Linked DNA regions of Mus musculus: region 1 is linked to region 2. Evidence: chromatin contacts called from public Hi-C data. All regions are on one chromosome and are shown on one strand. Each heading gives the region's core, a stretch centred on a gene start, on an enhancer-like site or on the middle of the called end of the contact. The rest is flanking DNA. Distances are from core to core; before and after follow the strand shown.

Region 1 (2,700 bases), core at 51-2,550, 90 kb after region 2:
ACAAACACAGAAACTCACACAGAGGCGTGAATACTATCATATGTAGGTATACAAGGACACAGGCACAGACACATAGACACTGACATACATAGACACACCCACAGACATACACCACACACACACACACACACACACACACACACACACACACACACACACCACTCACATTTTTTCAGCCTTCTAGATTTGCAACAACTTTATCGCAGGAGCTCTTGGTACACATTCCAGGGGCCGTGGTTCCCAAGTGCTCTGGGAGGAAGAAGACCCAGAGGAGTACTGGGCAGAAACTTCCTGCTCTCTCTAAGGTGATTATTGAAAAGCTGCTTCTTGTGGTCATTTCTACAGTGGTGTGGCCTAGGGAGGTGGATCTTATATTCTGGAATCATTCCCAACTTTCCCGTCAGCGATATGAAGCTAGACAAAAATTGTAATCACCCTGTCCCTTGGTTTCTTCAATGGGCCAGGCTTCTCACACTGCAGTCCATGTAAATGGGGGGGGGGCATATTAATGGATAGATAGCTCAGAAACCCAAGGAGCTGGGAATGTCTTAGTTGGTAGAGTACTTGCCTGACATGCCCTGGGCTCATCTCGAGCACTGCATGAGCTAGGCAAGACTATGCTTGCCCCTTAATCCTAGCACTTGGGAGGTGGAAGCAGAAAGATCGGGAGTTCAAGGGCATCTTTGGTTTCACAGGACGTATAAGGCCGGCTTAGGTTACTTAAGGCCCTTGCTTAAAACGAGAAAGAAAAAGAGGAACACAAGAAATGGAGGAGAGAATGAGAATGAGGAAAGAAAGAACAAAGGAAGGAAGGAAGGCAGGCAGTTTAGACGGACAGGCAGATAACAATTACCAGGAAGCTAAGCCCGCCTCCCCTCCCGCCCCGCCAATGCAGGCCATATAAGACACAGAGCTGCCTTGCCCAGTAGGTTCTCATGTCATCTATCTGCCTCTGGTCTAAGGCTGACACTTTGCTCTACATGAGTGACAAAGCAGATTGCTTCCTCCCACTCCTGCGGGTTAAGACCCCTTTCCCTACCTCAGTTTCACTCTGACTGGCAACTTCACTCAGAATGAAACATTAGCAAAAAAAAAAAAAAAAAAAAGACTCAAGATGTTGGCTGAACAGCAAAGGGAGAGTCGATACAAGATTCAAAACCGAGCGCCGGGAGACCACTCGTGAGAAATTCCATAAGCACAACGGTGTGGTTTATGTCACAATCGGTCTGTTGAAATGAAGCCGCCGGGGCCAGGTGGAATGCTAGCATTGTCAACTGTAGCCTCAGGCCTCAGAACCTCTTAACTCAGTGTTGGCTGGTGGGTTAAACACCGGGGAGCTTATGACACATCTGCTTCCCTGACAGGCATCTGAAAAAGGGAAAAAAATTGAGCACAATTGAAAGCAACATGAAAGTCAGTTTGCTTCAGCCCCGTGTCTGCTGCTGACAAGGGGTAGCATCCCCGCTGTAGCGTAGAGACAATACCAAGTGCATGGATTTGATCTGAGAGCTAAACGGGGAAGGGTGAGACCCTGGCACAGGACTGGGGCAAGCAGGTGCTTAGCAATGGAGACTTCTTGGGGGCATTTTCTAGACCTGTGGAAGGGTTGAAAATAGACCAAAGAAGCAGTGTGCCTGGCCCCTGGCCAATCTTCATAGGATTCGTAGGTATAGAGCAGATACCTCCTGCATGAACTATGACCAGCCAGCCAGGGCTTTGGATCTTAACACATTTAGCCCCCCCTGCATAGGCCATTTCAGACGGGCAGCTTGGTCTTTAGGATGTCGCTAAGTGTTGCCCACCGTACACATAAATGATAGCAGAGGTGCACACCGAGTTCAGGGAGGGTCTCCTTTAAGGAGTTCAGGGGGACAAGATGAAGCTTGTCTAATTCTGAACTCTGTATGGGAGAGCTGCGAGTGACCTCCCCTGTCACTTTTAGTTAAGACAGGGCGTTGGAATTCTGGCCTTCGCCATTTGGCTCTTCTCACCTCGGTTATAAGCTTAGACGATATAAAGTGAAGGAAGAGCTCCAACATATTAGGGCCTCCATAATCGAATCTTCCTGGTCACTCTGGCTACCATCAAACACTACAGCGTTCCTATTTCAGAACACAGGGTAGAGATACCTCCTAACTCCGCTTAATAACGGGGAATTGTGTGATTTGGTTCACCCAATAGAATCCGACCAACAGTCACATATTTCATGTCCAGGAGGAAAGAATTTGAGAGTCACTGTGAGCCCTACCTCACCCTCCTTTTGTGGCCCCAGAATCCAGAAATGTGCTGTCCACGTGAGTCTTGCCCTTTCCCTTCCGAGTCCCTGTGTTGACCATGGTCACCTGAGTTTCCCTGCCAGCCTTCCTACTGACTGTGGGGGAAATGAGCCTTTGTTGCCAGTTGCTGAGATTTCAGAGGCATTTGCTCCTGCAATAGGACCCAGCCTCTCTTGCCATAAAACTTTACACTGCATTGTTTTATTCGTCTGCTTATGTGTGATTATGACTCCAACCTCCTTCCAAATGTGTTACAAACTCTAATGCATGATGAGGCAATTAAGTTCCAAGCCAAACAGAGACAACTGCACAGCACCGAGGGAATACACCGTTACAATCAGCTCGTCCCTAACACCCGGCCCCCGAATTCACTCCAAGTTTTGACTCAAGTGCAAAGAGAGCCATGTGGAGTTCAGCGATTCTC
Region 2 (2,700 bases), core at 3-2,502:
CACTGCAGATAAATGAACCATCTTCCAGATAATAACCTAGGAGGGCTCCGCGTGTCACACATCACACCAATAAACATCTTACTTAATTGAACAGCAAGCGTTTGTCTCTCTTCCATTTCTCACAGACACTGGCTTCTGCAGAGTCTTAGGAGAGGCCAGGGTTCCTCGGAAGCTGGCTCCACTAGGAGGTGTAGCCTCCTTTTCCAAAGCTAGATTGAGGTTGATGTAGGGACCCCATAGTGGGTATAAAATCATCAGCCGAGATAACCAGCCCTTCTCTATGCGTGTATAAATAAAGGTGTGATTTGTTAACAGGAGATTGTTAACAGCGTTTCCTTTGGTTTTTATTTAGAGCAAACTTGAAATATTGCCGGGGCTTAGGGTCTCTGGTAAGACGACAGTGGTCCAGGCCAAGGAGAAGGGCACAGTGTTCTGTGGGTCCATAATACATTGTGCAGCTAGCACACGGTCAGACCCCAAAGAATAGAGTCATTTGTTCACACTTCTCGAAGCCCAGTGTTGGTAGTTCTACATGTGGATGGCCTAGCCCAGACAAGGGCATTGTCAGCAGGCAGCATGGAGCCAACTGAGCTTGTAAGCAAGAGTGCCAGGCTTCTACCATAGAGCTATCTGGCAGTCAGGGGTTGGGGGGAGAATAGCCAAGACTCATGGTCCTTCAAGCCCAGAAGGACCCTTAGTCTAAGGGCATAATCTTCCCTTCTATCTTTGCCAGCTGCCATATGTCTCCCCGTGCTCTGACCCTCTGCCCGAGTACCCCAACCCCATCCCCAATGACTGGTACCCTCCTGCCCATTATCCCACAGTGCTTGAAAATTTTGTGAAGCCTCTTTGTGAAGATGCCCCAACATCCCCCTGGTGCATTTGGCTAGTGCCCCTCCTCTGGTCCTGGAACACTGAAAACTCTTTATGCTTCTACCTGTGTGGACTTCAACATTCTCTTCATTATTCACCCTTGCAAGCCCCACAGAATTCTTGGCATAGTGTAGACACTCAGATGTTATTTCTCAGGTGAGGGAACAGACCCATGAGCAAACAACTGAACGGATGAGCGAGCATGGGCTTTTGTCCTTGCAAGACTCCGCGCGCCCTTTCATCTCAGCAGCATCTGTGAAACACACCTACCTCTTTCTGATCTTCATTCTCAAGCAGTTTTGAAATGAGAACCAAAGCGGCAACGTTTTGCTCTTGGTACCCCAGGACCTCACCCACTCCCGACACTCGGGGCCTGTGTGGTAAGGATCTCAGATCCGGAGTGTGTGTGGCTTGTGTGGGGGTCTGTGACTAAGGGAGCCACCCGGCATACGGTGGTGAAACCCGAAAGGACGACTTGAGCAAGTAATTTCTGAAGAAACCCAGCAGGCAGGGCAGGAGAGGCACGATGTGGAACAGGAAGTTGCAACTTGGCCATTTGTAGCTCCATCTGGGTCTCCTTTATGGAACCTCAGCCTGGAAGAAGCCTGGCTGCTCATTTCTAAGCTTTAACATCTGTACTGGAGAAGAGAAGATGAGTTTCTGGATTAATGTCATACCAAAACCAAATAATAATAATAATAACAATAACAACAAACAACAAAACAATAATAATGAACAGGTAACATTTGGTCTTGCCTACATTAGATCTCTCTATTAGAAATTCTATTTAAAATGTTTGTTTGGTTTTTTTTTTTCCCTCCTCTTGGGACCAGTCTTGTTGGGTCCCCTCCATGCTTGGTTCCAGTGGAACTAAAGGGCAGCAAGCTGGCTGAGCCATCTAAGATGTACGGTCACCTCCACCCCTGCCTAGGACCTCTGTACAACCAACACCTAAGCGCTTGGCTGACAGCTGCCGTCCTTTTCTGTTTGCCTTATTGCTTTGCGTCTAGCATGTCAGCTCACTAGAGAAATGTCATCTGACTAGGGACAGTCAAGAGTCACCTAAGTCTCAAGTCAACAAGGCCACTATCCGTGCTGCTTCTCCATGCGGCTCTGGGAAGCTGATCTGTCTACTTTGGTCCCTAAAGTGTTGACTCTGTTCCCTTTGTGTCTAGTATTTGTTTGAACACGCCGCTTCCAACTATATGTGTGTGTGTGTGTGTAAGAACTAGAGATCTGGGGGAAATGGCAGCAGGGGTGTGTGTGGCGTGTGTTTGTCGGGAGTGAGGGGATGGTACTTGTCCGGAAGGCTCAGAAATCTCTGTGACCTCCCTTGGAGAAGGAGACTTCCTTGCAGTGTCTCCCGAAGACCCCAGGTTCCAACAGAAGACATTGATTCGCCTGGTTAGTTATGACCTCAGAACTTCTTGTGGCTCCCTTCTTTCTGATCCAGCTCCCAAGCAAAGCCAAAGGCAGAACGAATGTGGGCAGAGACTGGCTTAAGGAAGCCTGGCCCTTGCTCTGGTCCTCCAGATTGCTCTCACTAAAGCCTTGCTGTGTTCCTTTCTTAGAGAAGCTTTCAGCCCTCTTCTTATAGGACACTGTGAAAAGTAGGCACAGATCCTCTCTAAGCATGGGGGAGACTCTTTGCATTTAAAAAACAAAAACAAACAAACAAACAAAAATCCCAAAAGAATTCATGTCATTGTGGAGTATTCATAAAACAAAAGAGAGAACAGATAGACGTGAAACAAACTATTCACATTCCCAGCCACACCCTCTGTGCGTCGTTCATTTGTCTATTTACTTCCAGTCTTTTGTTTTCCC

The links. A called contact is a pair of places that touch in the nucleus more often than the background predicts.
Region 1: a contact with region 2 is called in a Hi-C map of Th1 cells, with 2.0 times the contacts expected there. The contact joins two enhancer-like sites. A contact is called at or near these places in 7 of 484 Hi-C or Micro-C datasets (CD4 single positive thymocytes, CD8 T cells, Th1 cells and 4 more) and 1 of 115 datasets of contacts at active chromatin or transcription factors (CD8 T cells).

What each region holds. Positions count from the first base shown.
Region 1 is chr8:115,226,126-115,228,825 of GRCm38.p6, forward strand. The region is part of intron 8 of Wwox (WW domain-containing oxidoreductase); the gene reads left to right. Among named protein-coding and RNA genes, the nearest start is that of Gm39257, 270 kb to the left of the region's middle. Within about 2 kb of position 1,301, at least 36 of the 459 cell types and tissues checked have an H3K27ac peak or open chromatin away from gene starts, as enhancers often do. A contact at or near this core is called in Th1 cells, where this site is marked.
Region 2 is chr8:115,135,744-115,138,443 of GRCm38.p6, forward strand. The region is part of intron 8 of Wwox (WW domain-containing oxidoreductase); the gene reads left to right. Among named protein-coding and RNA genes, the nearest start is that of Gm39257, 180 kb to the left of the region's middle. Within about 2 kb of position 1,253, at least 5 of the 459 cell types and tissues checked have an H3K27ac peak or open chromatin away from gene starts, as enhancers often do. A contact at or near this core is called in Th1 cells, where this site is marked.